Linked DNA regions of Mus musculus: all the other regions are linked to region 1. The links are chromatin contacts, called in public promoter capture Hi-C maps. All regions are on one chromosome and are shown on one strand. Each heading gives the region's core, a stretch centred on a gene start, on an enhancer-like site or on the middle of the called end of the contact. The rest is flanking DNA. Distances are from core to core; before and after follow the strand shown.

What was found. Promoter capture Hi-C pulls out the DNA fragments that hold promoters and counts their contacts.
Region 2: a promoter capture Hi-C map of liver shows a contact between it and region 1, with 4 times the contacts expected there. The contact joins the promoter of Lrwd1 here to the promoter of Cnpy4 in region 1. A contact is called at or near these places in 2 of 39 promoter capture datasets (liver and pre-B cells).
Region 3: a contact with region 1 is called in a promoter capture Hi-C map of liver, with 4 times the contacts expected there. The contact joins the promoter of Rasa4 here to the promoter of Cnpy4 in region 1. A contact is called at or near these places in 2 of 39 promoter capture datasets (liver and pre-B cells).
Region 4: a contact with region 1 is called in a promoter capture Hi-C map of pre-B cells, with 2.5 times the contacts expected there. The contact joins the promoter of Tmem120a here to the promoter of Cnpy4 in region 1. A contact is called at or near these places in 2 of 39 promoter capture datasets (liver and pre-B cells).

Annotation. Positions count from the first base shown.
Region 1 is chr5:138,185,705-138,188,810 of GRCm38.p6, forward strand. Cnpy4 (canopy FGF signaling regulator 4) reads left to right here and starts at 1,831. Exons shown (of 6, transcript NM_178612.4): 1 at 1,831-2,016. The coding sequence starts at 1,881. It overlaps Taf6 (TATA-box binding protein associated factor 6), which reads right to left and starts at 1,522. Exons shown (of 15, transcript NM_009315.4): 1 at 1,466-1,522.
Region 2 is chr5:136,134,746-136,137,566 of GRCm38.p6, forward strand. Lrwd1 (leucine-rich repeats and WD repeat domain containing 1) reads right to left here and starts at 1,329. Exons shown (of 15, transcript NM_027891.4): 1 at 1,127-1,329. The coding sequence starts at 1,206. Alkbh4 (alkB homolog 4, lysine demethylase) reads left to right here and starts at 1,400. Exons shown (of 3, transcript NM_001347492.1): 1 at 1,400-1,549. The coding sequence starts at 1,433.
Region 3 is chr5:136,082,487-136,085,639 of GRCm38.p6, forward strand. Rasa4 (RAS p21 protein activator 4) reads left to right here and starts at 1,430. Exons shown (of 21, transcript NM_133914.3): 1 at 1,430-1,691. The coding sequence starts at 1,627.
Region 4 is chr5:135,742,415-135,745,588 of GRCm38.p6, forward strand. Tmem120a (transmembrane protein 120A) reads right to left here and starts at 1,758. Exons shown (of 12, transcript NM_172541.2): 1 at 1,634-1,758. The coding sequence starts at 1,714.

The DNA of each region.
Region 1 (3,106 bases), core at 581-3,080:
GCAAGTTTGAGGCCATCCCGACTCTGCAATAAGTTCCTGTCTAAGATGGTTTCTTTCTTTTCTCTCATATCTCTGATCACCTGCCCCGCCCCCTCCCACTTTACCCTGACATCATTCTCCTTGCTGTCCTTTAAATCTGACAGACATGTACTTGGCTTTATAGCTTTTGTTGTGTTCTTCCTAAACGTGTTTGGCTGACTACCTGACCCCACCCACCTCTCTTTAGGGGCAGGTCTCCTATAGCCCCACTGGCTTCAAATTCACTAGGTAGACAACACTGGTCCTTTGGCCTCTACCTCCCAAGTACTGGGATTGCAAGCACATACCACCATGCCTGGCTTTACCTGTTTGCTATGTTTTCTTCTTCTTCTTAATAATAGTGATATAATATGTATATATATAAAATCACTCTAGATTAAATCTAAGACCTTCCACATGTTAAACAACCCTTCTACAATTGGGTCTCAGGCTCGTCTGGAATTCATCCCGTGGTCTTGATTTGGAGAGCCTCCTGCCTTTTACAGCTGTTTACCACCAAGCCTGGCTATTATTTCTTCTTGTTTATTATCCTTACCCCACCAGTAAACAAGAATATGTCTGTTATGTTCACTGACCTATCTGGTGCCTAGGGCATTGTTAAATATATGAATAAGTCTTTTTTTTTCTTTTTTTCTTTCCTTTTTTTGGTTTTTCGAGACAGGGTTTCTCTGTATAGCTCTGGCTGTCCTGGAACTAACTTTGTAGACCAGGCTGGTCTAGAACTCAGAAATCCGCCCGCCTCTGCCTCCCAAGTGCTGGGATTAAAGGCGTGAGCCACCACTGCCCAGCATGAATAAGGTGTAAGTGTTCACTAAATACTTGGTATAACAATTACCAAAATGAAAAAGACACAGACTCAAGCTTGGAGTTTACTCTGTGGTTAAAAGGAAAGGAGCTTGCCTGACACTGGACATGAAACCAACCTCAAGAGTGTTCAGAACTGAGTGCTAGGGACTGGTTCTTTTCATTCCAAGTCTTCTCAGACTTTTGTTAAATCTTGTCTACAGGAAATACAATTATTCAGCACATACTCTGTACCTGGTCGGGTCCCAGTCCTCTGTGGTGGTACCCTTGCCACTAAGGTTTCATAAAACACTCTAGCAGCCTCGGGAGTTTCTCAGATCAGTGGAAGCGACAGGAAGACTTCTTAGAGAAGGGATAACTTGAGCTATATCTTTACATCATTTTTCTCAGCTAGGGAAGTGATTCGAAGATTACCCGGGCAGCGCTACAGGAGGTTCACAAGCCACTACATCGCCCCACCATCCTTCCAGTGCAGTCACGCACAGGGTCCCCACGAGCACGGACACACAACCAACCGTCTTCTTCCCAGTCCTCACATGGGCCCTTTCAAAGGGTCTCCTCACGGATACACCTCAGACTTTCCCCCGCCAGCCAAGCACCGGGAGCAGTAAAAGCCTCTCACCGCTGCCAAAGCGCCGCTCACCCGGCGCTCGGCGCCATCTTGGCCCCGCCCCCTGACAGGAGTAGGTCCTGGCAGAAGCCAAAAAGTTATCACTGTTCTTCCCTATGTCAAAATAGACCATATCGTTTCACAGTCTGAAATTATATAAAAATTTCATTCTACGTGCATGTGTAAAGATCATATTACTCTATTCTAATTACTTCAATTTGTATCTTCATTACCCAGCTGTCAGGACCTTCAGAAGGCGCCACAAAACTGAGCCATCACGCTCCACCCACTTTCGGGCTGGCTCTGAGCATGCGCTGACCGTTCTATGATTTTTTTTTTTTTTTTTTTAAAGCTTGCTGCGGGCTTCGCCTAAATTTAAAGGGCCCGCTGCCTTCCAGAAGTTGGTCTGAAGGCAAAGGGTGGTTGTATGTGTGGACTGCGTTTTATCATGGGACCTGTGCGGCTGGAGATACTGCTTTTCATCCTGGCAGCGTACGGTGCTTGGGCTGAGGCGACAAAAGAGGAGGAAGATGACACAGAACGTTTGCCCAGCAAATGCGAAGGTACAGAAACGGAGTAGTTGCTATTTACATCTCCCTATCTACCTCCTGCCTCTCTAACTCTAGGCTGAATCAAATGGGCTAGGATAGATGGATCACTAGACTGTCTTGAAAGAGGTTCTGTTGGAGCTTGGTAACACTTGAATGGGAACAAGGGAGGGAAAGCAGGGTTAAGGTGGCACTACATTTCCCAGGTGGCATCCAGAAGGATCTAGGTTTTTCTTGCGGGCTTGGGCCCCAATGTATTGTGGGAATTGTAGTTCAAGAACCTGTAACGCTGGCTCTATGGAGCATCTTCCTCAGTCGTTTCTCTCCTTGTTAAAAATCTGGACAATCTGCATGGGTGGGGTGTAATACTCATTCCTTATAGGCATACTGAGTCCCGCCCTGGCAGAGACGCTCTTAAATTACAGGCCTGATGGCCCCCTTTAGGGGTTTTAAAGGTGAGTAAGTCCCCAGCTGAAGTTCATAAAGAGAAGATGAAGACACCACACCACTTAGAAGTTGCCCATCGGTGTGAGGCTTTGCAGATGGGGTGCACTGTAGGGATTTTACAACAAGCAGCATGGCCTCTGGCTACATTAGTAAATGCCCTCCCCCCAACCACCCCTCCCATCCCCAACAGGGAGGAAGCCAGGTCACTGAATAAATATCCTGTGGCTCCCTAACTCTAACTTTTTCTTTGGATTCATTATTGCTTCACTTTACACCCAACAACATGTTTTTATCATTGACACCCATGACTTGATTCTAATCTCTCACTTATTTTTGCATCTGTGTCCCCACTCTTCTGAGTCGGGGTGGGGGTGGAGACAGGGTTTCTCTTTATAGCTCTGGCTGTCCTGGAACTTGCCTGTAGACCAGACTGGTCTCTAACTCCGAAATCCACTTGCCTCTGCTGGGATTAAAGGCAGAAGTTAACTATATGAACCCCCTGTCTCTAGTTCTGACCTCAGAATGCTGGGATAGCGTGTGCCACATCACCTAACATTGCAGAGGTTCTTAGGATCTGAACTCAGGTCCTCAAGCTTAAAAGTGCTTTACTTACAGAACTGTTTTCCCAGACCCTAAGCCAACTTTGGAGTGAGGGGAG
Region 2 (2,821 bases), core at 79-2,578, 2.1 Mb before region 1:
CAGAGAGCAAGAGAGCTGAGGGAGCGGGCCAGACCCTCCCATTAATTACCCCATCTGTCCCAGAGGGATTTCCACCAACAAAGTTCTTGTGCAAGCATGAAGCTTGCTTTAGACTTGGCTAGCCTGAACTATGTAGACTAGGTTGGCCGCAAAACTCAAGAGATCCCATCCTACACAACTCATTGCGTAGTCCAGGAAAGCCTTGAACTTAACTCTCCTCCCCCTACCCACGTGCTGAGATGACAGGCATGTGCCACCCCTTGGGAGCTGTTCAGGTGTTGATAGGGATGGAACCCTAGGGATACTCAGGCTCTGTGCATGTCTAGTAAGCAATGTAGCAACTGAGCTATGCCAACTGTTCTAGCCTTCTCACTTCCTAACTTACCTTTCTATGTATTACAGAGTGTCTATGTATCTGTGTGTGGTGTGTGGATAGGAATGGGCACAATCAAAGCGTGATTAAGGGGGTCATGGTTTTAGGGAGCTGCTTTGCTCCACTGTCTGGGCCCAAGGGATTGAATTCAGGCTTGATGACAGACAGGCACCTTTATCTGCAGATCATTTCTGTGGCCCATCTTCCCTCCCTTAAAGAGTACTTTGTTGCCGGGCAGTGGTGGCACACGCACGCCTTTAATCCCAGCACTTGTGAGGCAGAGGCAGGTGGATTTCTGAGTTCGAAGCCAGCCTGGTCTACAGAGTGAGTTCCAGGACAGCCAGGGCTACACAGAGAAACCCTGTCTCAAAAACAAACAGGCAAGCAAACAAACAAAACAAAATGACTTTAGAGCCCAAGACTTCCAAGTTCCTTCTTGTTTTTACTAGTTCCTGCTAGCCCGTTCCGTGCTACACAGGATCCCTCAACATCCCTTAGTATCTCATCAGTCTTTCCACTCCGCGCAAGGCTAAGGGCGTTCGCTCCAAGTTTATCTGACGCCGGGCGTTGGCTGCCAATCTCCCACATCTCCGTTTGGCGCGAGATTCGACTGGGGCTCGAATCCCGGATAACAGAATAACCCGGGCAGGAGGAGGAGACGGAGGGGTCTGAGCCTTGCATTCCGCCCATCAAACCACCCTGGCGGGGAAGAACCCCACGCCCCGGATCCGCTTCAACCCCACATGCTCTTACTTCAAACTCTGAATCTTCCCCAGCTTATCCGTCTTGGGTCGCCCACGTTGCAGGAGCAGTTGCGGCGTGAGAGGAGCCATGGGTGGCCGAGGGCTCAACCGAACCCGCGCCTCCACGAAGTCCGGTCGCTAAGGCCCGCTGCCGGGGAGCCCAGGAGGTGGCGCACAACAAACCCTTTGCGAGTCCGTTGCGACCGGAAGGAAGTAGAACGCCAGCCTTACGCCCCACCTCCTGCTTCTGCGATGACTACAACTCCCAGCGGCCCCTGCGTCTCGCGCCTGCGCTCTTAACTGATCGGAGGACGCGATGGCGGCGGCGGCTGAAGTTTCTCTTTTGCAGGAGTGCGGCTGTAAGGGCATCCGGACCTGTCTTATCTGCGAGAGACAACGCCACAGGGACCCGCCCTGGCAGATCTGCCTTCAGGTACGGACTAGGAAAAGAGTCATAGCCAGAAAATCTATTCATCTTAATGGGAAACTAAGGCCCAGCTTGCCTGTAAAACAGCCAAGGACCAAAGCCTCGCGGTAGGTGAGTTGTTTGGAGCGCTTATATCTTCAATATTCACAAAACCCAAAAGGTGGACCAAGTGCCATCGGCTGATTAATGGAAGGGCGGGGAAATGCTGGTGCACGCCGAGATCTCTGCATTTGAAAGGCAGAGAGGCTGGAGAACGGACCTCAGCCGCCCAGCAGGTTTTAGGAGTTACCTTGGCAGTAGGGAAGCGGCTGTCACACATCATCTCTGTGACTTTGGGGGGTGAGGGGTGGGGGTGGGGGGCAGTGGTAAATAACTTGGACTGAACGGGTCTGGTTTTGAGTGAGCTTCCGGAGCACAAGGGAGACTGCATGGAAATGGTAGGGAGTGCTGAACACTAGGCCGCCTGTATTAGACAGGGAATGAGCGACTTAAGACAGCACAGGCAGCCGGGCAGTGGTGGCGCATGCCTTTAATCCCAGCACTCGGGAGACAAGAGGCAGGTGGAATTCCGAGTTCGAGGCCAGCCTGGTCTACAGAGTGAGTTCCAGGACAGCCAGGACTACACTACAGAGAAACCTGTCTCCAAAACAGGCTTTGATTTGGGGGAAATTTTTTTGGGAAAACAAACCTGTATGAATCAGCTTTACAGCCGGGCAGTGGTGGTGCATGCCATTAGACTTAGCACTTGGGATGCAGAGGCAGGCAGATCTCTGTGAGTCCCAGGCTAGCCTGATCTACATAGGGAGTTCCAGGAAAGCCCATCTTGAAAAACAAAAACAAATCTGTCTTACAAGATACTAATAGGATCAGGAGTCAGGTAGGCCAGGAAGAATGTTAAAATGTTTCCCTTCTAGCTCTCTGTTGACCAGGCTAACACCTTCCATCAAAATGGGCAATGGATGGATGAATGAATGAATGAATGAATGAAAAATAACTTCAGAGCATTTGTATGGCCCTGGCAGTGCTGTAGCAAGTTGCTGGGATGCATAGCCAGGGGAATGCTTGAGTAGAGGCCTGAGATAGGAGCTGTGGGTGGCTGAGGCGACAGACACTTAAAGAGATCAAAGGGGCCTGAGCCAAGTTTTTTGTTTTAGTTATTTTCTTTAGTTAGAGGCCCCAGGGCGCCCCCTCCATAAGCTAAGATTGCAAGCATATGTCACTATGTCTGGATCATGGCAGCATTCAGAGTGACCAAACACCCAAGTGTTTATTATATCA
Region 3 (3,153 bases), core at 180-2,679, 2.1 Mb before region 1:
TTTGGTTCCAAGCACCTACAGTAGGTGGCTCCAATTTCAGGGGGAATCTGATACCCTCTTCTGGCCTCCAGAGGTACTGCATATGTGCACATAGCATAATAAAATCTGGTGGAGTGGTGCTGATGACGCACCCCTTAATTCCCAGCACTTGGAGAGGCAGAGGCGAGGGGAATCTCTGTGAGTTTGAAGTCAGCCTGGTTTATAGAGTTCCAGGACAGTCAGGGTTACTCAAAGAAACCCTGTGTCAAAAAAAAAAAAAAATCTGTATGTATGTCTGTATCCCCAATGGAATCTTATTTTGGGGTAAAGAAGAATAAAATGATGTCACTCGTAGCAGAATTTTTGACCAGGACACTCAAGGACCTAGGTTTGGTCACCAGTATGGGCAGCGATGGCGGGCTGGAATGCAGATCTAGGGCTAGGTAAGTATGGTTCACTTGCTAAACTGCTTTGCAAGCAGAAGAATCACTCGTTCCCAGGACTAATGGATAGCTGGGCATGGTGTTGAACTCTTGTAAAGAACTCCAGAAGTGGGCAAGATGGAGAAAGGTGGATCCTGGAGTCTCACTGGCCAGCCAGTCTAGACTACTGGGGAGGTTTCAAGCCAATGAGAGACCTTGTGTCTTACAAGGTGGGGCAGAGGAGATGGGTCAGTAGAAAGACTCCTGCCCAAGTCTGATAATCTGAATTTGATCCCTGGGACCCATTTGGTGAAAGTAAAGAAAAGATTCTTGCGGGTGTCCTCTGATTTCCACTTGGGACCACAACATGTAAGCCACACCCTAATCAATCAGCCAATAAAAAACAAAAATTTTAAAAAGGTAGCCAGAGCCTGGAGGTGGTGGTGCAGGCTTTTAATCCCAACACTTGGGAGGCAGAGACAAGTGAATCTTTGTATTCGAGCCCAGCCTGGTCTGTAGAGAGAGTTCTAGGACAGCTAGGGCTACACAGAAAAACCCTGTCTCAAAAATAAATAAATAAACAAATAAATAAATGGTGGACGGATCTTGAAGAATGAAATCGGAGGGTGATCTCTGGCCTCTACCTGCACACCTGAACACACACGAAACCACAATACAAACACGCCCCAAACAATCCTGTTTTCCAGATTTGATGTCCTCAAACTTTCCCAACTGCCTGAGTCTTCACATCTTTCCAGGTCTGTCACAGACAAGTTACTCCCAGCGTGCGGCCATTAATGGATTTGCAGCTATGCTGCACACCCAGGTCCCTCCGTGAGCCTGGGCTCTCTCTCTGAGAATCGAGAGCACCAGGAGGGATCCTGGTGGTGGAAGAATCTCCGGGTGCCAGCAGCTACACTTCGGGGCAGGCCCCGCCCGCCCTCCCTTCCAGGTGGCCAATGAGGGACGCAAGCCGCATAGGCCGCGCCCATTCTGGGCATCCAGGACGCTGATTGGTCCTTCCATGCAGTGTCTCCCCGCCCCCGCAGGAGGGGCGGGGAGGGGTGAATGGAGTAGCGGAGATCCCTCAGCCCCAGCGCTCCCCTCTCTGGCCTCCGCACCCGCCTGCCTGCAGCGCCACTCGCACTGTTCCCCCTCCTTACCCCGAGAGGGGACCCATGAGTCCGAACCCCTCCCCGCCAGGCCTCCACGTCGCCGACCCGCAATGGCCAAGCGCAGTTCGCTGTCCATCCGAATCGTAGAAGGGAAAAATCTGCCCGCCAAGGACATGTGAGTAGTGGGTACGGGTGGTGGCCACCCCAACTTTGATGGGATCCCCTTTTATATACTTGACCTTTGCGGGGGGTCCTTAGGGCTTCCCCACAAGGAGAGCAGCGGAGAGGATGTGGCGTGTACAGCCACGGAGGGGGACTGGCTACGAAAATGGGGACAGCGAGATTTGCTGTGAATACCTGACAGAGTGGAGGGGCAAGCTAGAGGCGGAGGGCTAGAGACAAGGGAGGGGCTTCTCCACCTGGGAACAGCAGGAAGCCAGGGCTCATAGGGGGGCAGGAGTTTTAAAAGACTGAAACTGGCACTGGGATGGCATCGCAAGAACTGCCCAGGGTGTGGCTGAAAGGGGCGGAGTGTCCCCCCCTCTCTCTGTAGTTTGGGAGTCCATAACAACCCCAAGAGTTGTCCGCCGGACTTGTTCGCTATTCGCTATTCATTTGGGCAAGGCATGCAGGTGTGAAAAGTGGGGGTGGGGGTGTAGGTCAAGGGGACAGGAGGGATGCATAGAGGCAGGATTTAGAGTCTCCCTTGACTTTGCCGGGCCTCTCCCTTTAATCGCTCCCTGCAAGGCATTTCTCCTCGGACCACTTTACAGATTAGAAAACCGATGCCGACAGACAGGAAATGTTAGCTGGTGGTGTCAAAGCAAGGTCGTGAATCTAGGGCTCCTAAAATGCATTACCGTCCTTCATAAAGCTTCCTCTAATCCATCGCCAGATTTGGGGAGCTTTCGGACACCCCTTTGTCACACTGTTTTTAGTGAGTTCCCGAGGTCAACTGCGTGACTCCTAGAACGTGTCTCGTGGCTTTCTTATGTCCTCATTTGCAAAGATTCAGTTTCCCTTTCTGGACCCAAGTGCTTGAAATCCTAGTGTCGGGGAGAAGCCACGATCATAAAACCGAAGAAAGGGCGGGGCAGAGGCCTAGGGTTCAAAGTGCGCTCCGGGTCCCGGTGGGTTTCCTGGCTACAGAGAACTGAGAATTGGGGAGGTGTGTGTGTGTGTGTGTGTGTGTGTGTGTGTGTGTGTGTGTTCATCTCTCCGGCGGGCAGGCGGGCTCTCCCAGCACTCTCAGTGCCAGGAGCGGTTCCAGTTCAAGGCCCCCTGGGCCTGAAGAGGCCAGCTCAGCAGTTGCCATGGCAATGGGGAGGGAGGAGGGTGGGCTGACTTAAGGTGGGTTTCTGTGCATAAAGGGAGGAGGGGCTCCAGTGGAAATTAGGTCTCTAGGGTGGAGGCTGGTTGAGCCTCCACAGGGGATCTCGGGCCCCAGCTCTCCAGGCCTTCTCAGTCCCCTACACCCTCCCGCAAGCCCTTAGGCCCCCCTCCCTTCCCTGGGCATTGGTAAACCAGGTCATCTTGGCTTCCTCTGGCTGGTGTCTGCTGGGAGGAGCAGCCCCTTCCGTCTGTCACCTCCTCCCCATCCCTGCCAGCAGCTGGCTCTGGCGCCAACCTCCAGAAGC
Region 4 (3,174 bases), core at 508-3,007, 2.4 Mb before region 1:
GGCGGTGGCTTCACTGGGGAGCTGCCCCGGCAGGGAACTGGCTCTCTCAGAGGTCGAACTTTCTGTGCTTGCCCAGGGACCTCCCAGAGACTGCTCCACTCCTGAAGCAAGCCAGGAGCTAGGCTTCTTCCTGTAATCTCAGACCCTCCGTGGTACATGTCCTCAACAACAGGTCAGTTGTCCCCAGCTCGGGTGGGCGTCTGAATTCTAAGTGGACTCTAGCCCAGTGGTTCTCGACCTTCCTAACACTGCAACCCTTTAATACAGTCCTCATGCTGTGCTGACCCACCCAACCACAAAATTGTTTTCATTGCTATTTCCTATCTGTAATTCTGCTATTTAGGTGATCCCTGTGAAAAGGTAATCCAATCTCCCTGAAGGGGTGGTGACCCACAGGCTGAGAACTGCTGCTCTCAAAGGGGCTGCCTAAACTCACCCCTTCCTTTCTCAGATCCTCCTACCTACCCAGCCTGAAAGAATGGAAATCAGGGATAGCCATGCTGCCTTCTACCCTGGCATTCCTGACGTTTCATCTCAGGTTAAAGGTCGTCAGGCTTCCCGCCCTAAGGCCAGTCCCTCCCATCCACTCCCCTCCTGCAAGCACCTTTGGTCCAAAGCTTCCCCAAGTACTTTGCCCTGGTGGGTGAGCCTTGCAAGTTGCAGCCTAAACGAAGGGCAAGGGGCAGTGTGGGGAAATCAAGGCAGGGGCTGAGGTCATCGTGGTGATGGCAAAACTGGGAGACATGGAGCTGTGTAGGTCTCTAGGGAGAGTTCTAGTGCCAGCGTTCTGGGGAAACCTGGACACATGAGGCTAGGCAACAGTCCAATAGAGGCAAAGGTCTAACCTAGTCTCCTATTGGCCAGGCTCCACTATTTAGGTCTGTTTCTCATGCCAAAATAAGCTGCCGCATCCTCCTCAAACTCTAGCATGTGCCACCTCTGCCCAGTGACAGCCTTCCAGGAAGCATTGGTTTCCTTCTCTCTGGTATGGAGACAGAGTGGCCACAAACAACACCATCCTGGGATGGGAGGTTTTCCAGTGGTCGCTCTACCAATCCAGGAGGTCCTGGTACAGTCTGCCCCGCCCACCTCTCCCTACAAGAAAGAGCCACATGTACTGGGCCTCTTCTTGTCCCTAGGTGGGCGCTGTCCCTCCGTCTCAGATGGCTGAGATTTCCCCAACCAGGCCCGAATTTTACCTAAACTTGCTTCCCTGCGGCGTTCAGCAGAGTTAGCCAAGGGCGGGGAAGGCGTTGTCCGGCTGCAAGTTTGCAGGGTAATTGACCCAAAAGGCTGGGCCCCGTTGGGTTCTGCCTCGGGTGACTGCTCTTTAGGAAGGGGACTGGGTCCCAGATCGGGTAGCAGTGCAGGGGGAGGGGCAACAGAAGAGTCCTGATCAGTTTTCAAGGCCTTTGCACAAAGTCGAGATATCCCGGCACAGAGGGATCCCGCCCAGGCACGCCGGGGACGCGCGGGCAATCCGGGCTCCCATCAGACATTTAAGAAGAAAAGTAGGGGAGAGTCTCGACCCCTGACCCCTCCGAGCTGCCTTATGTGTGACCTAGTACTGCCTGACCCTTGTCCCCGAGACAGAGACGTGGCTCGGGGCTTGGATGGCCGCAGGGACGCTCACCTGGATACCTTGGAAGTCCTGCTGCAGATCCTCCCAGTTGCGCAGGCAGTCGCCCAGCGGGTCCGGGGGCGGGGACTGCATGTCTTTGTCCACGCCACTGGCCGCGGAGAGCCGCGAGTGGGGAGGACGGAGCTGCAACCCCGGCCGGCCGGAGAAGCCTCCGCCACCGCCCCCGTCCGCTTCCGGGCTCGCGCCGCCGTGACTGCCAACGGGAAAAGGCCCGGCGTAATCTGCGCGTGAGCCCCGCCCCTAGGAGCAGCCAATCAGAGCCAGGGACGAGAGCTGGGCGGGGACATGGGCCCGCAGGGCGTCTCCTCGAATTGAGACCAGAGCTGGGCGGCCAGCATTTTTACCCGAGAAGTCTGCTTCCTCGGACCACTCACAAACCAAGGAGACACGTGCTTCTAACACTTTGAAATTTTTAGATAGTGTCTCACTATGTAGCTCAGCCTGGTCTGGAACCAAGAAATACCCCTGCCTCTGACTCGCCGCGTGCAGAGATTAGAAGCGTGAGCCACCTCATACTCTTCATACACTTTTGTCCTTGAGAAGCTGCGCCTCTCTAGGGACAGCCTTCGTCTCTCAGCTTTTACAGATACTCCTTTCCTGGCCCTGAGTCCTCCAAGCTCTCCTCCGTCCTTAACTTTTAGGCTGCCTCTCCTAAACTTCCTACCGTGTCACTTCCGAAGCCTTACCAGTGCGGTTCAAGTTACAGACTCGGTACAGAACTTGCCCAGCATGCTGGAAGCTCAGAGGGCAATTCACCCAAGCACCACACAAAACATCAGATGCAGTGCGGGGCAGTAGTTAAAGGCAGCGCACGCCTTTAATCCCAGTACTTGGAAGGCATAGGCAGGTGGATCTCTGAGTTCGAGGCCAGCCTGGTCTACAGAGTGAGTTCCAGGACAGCCAAGGCTACACATAGAAACCCTGGCGGGGGGATGGGGGTGGGGTGGGGGGTGGGCCGGGGGGGATCAGATGCAGAGGCGCATGCCAGTGATGCAAACATTTGGAAGGTGCAGACGGAAGAATCAGAAGTTCCTGGTCACCCTCGCCAAGGACACGCACTCACTCTACCTACCACCCACATCACACCCTACATTCTTCATCAGTCCCCTTGTAAGCGCCTCCACCCGGACTTGTTCTGAGTCTGAGGAAGAGCTTTTGGGACTTGTGGCCCATGAGGGGGCGCAGCAGGTAAGAGTGCCTGTGGCCAAGTCTGGTGACTTCAGTTTGATCCCAGGACCCACGTTGTGAAAATAGAGAATCGGTTTCAGCAACGTGTTCTCTGACGTCCACACAGGTACCATGGCACGCCTAGACATCTAGAATAAAGCTGGAGAGAAGCTCGGCTTACGAGCACTGGCTGCTCTTACAGAGGACCTGGCTTCAATGCCTAGGTCTACATAGTAGTTCACAACCATCTGTCACTCCAGTCCCTGGCGATCCAATACCCATCTCTGGCCTTCACTGGTACCAGGCCCACATATGTGGTGCATAGACATATATGCAGGCAAAAAAAGAAGTGCATGCAAGCAAGG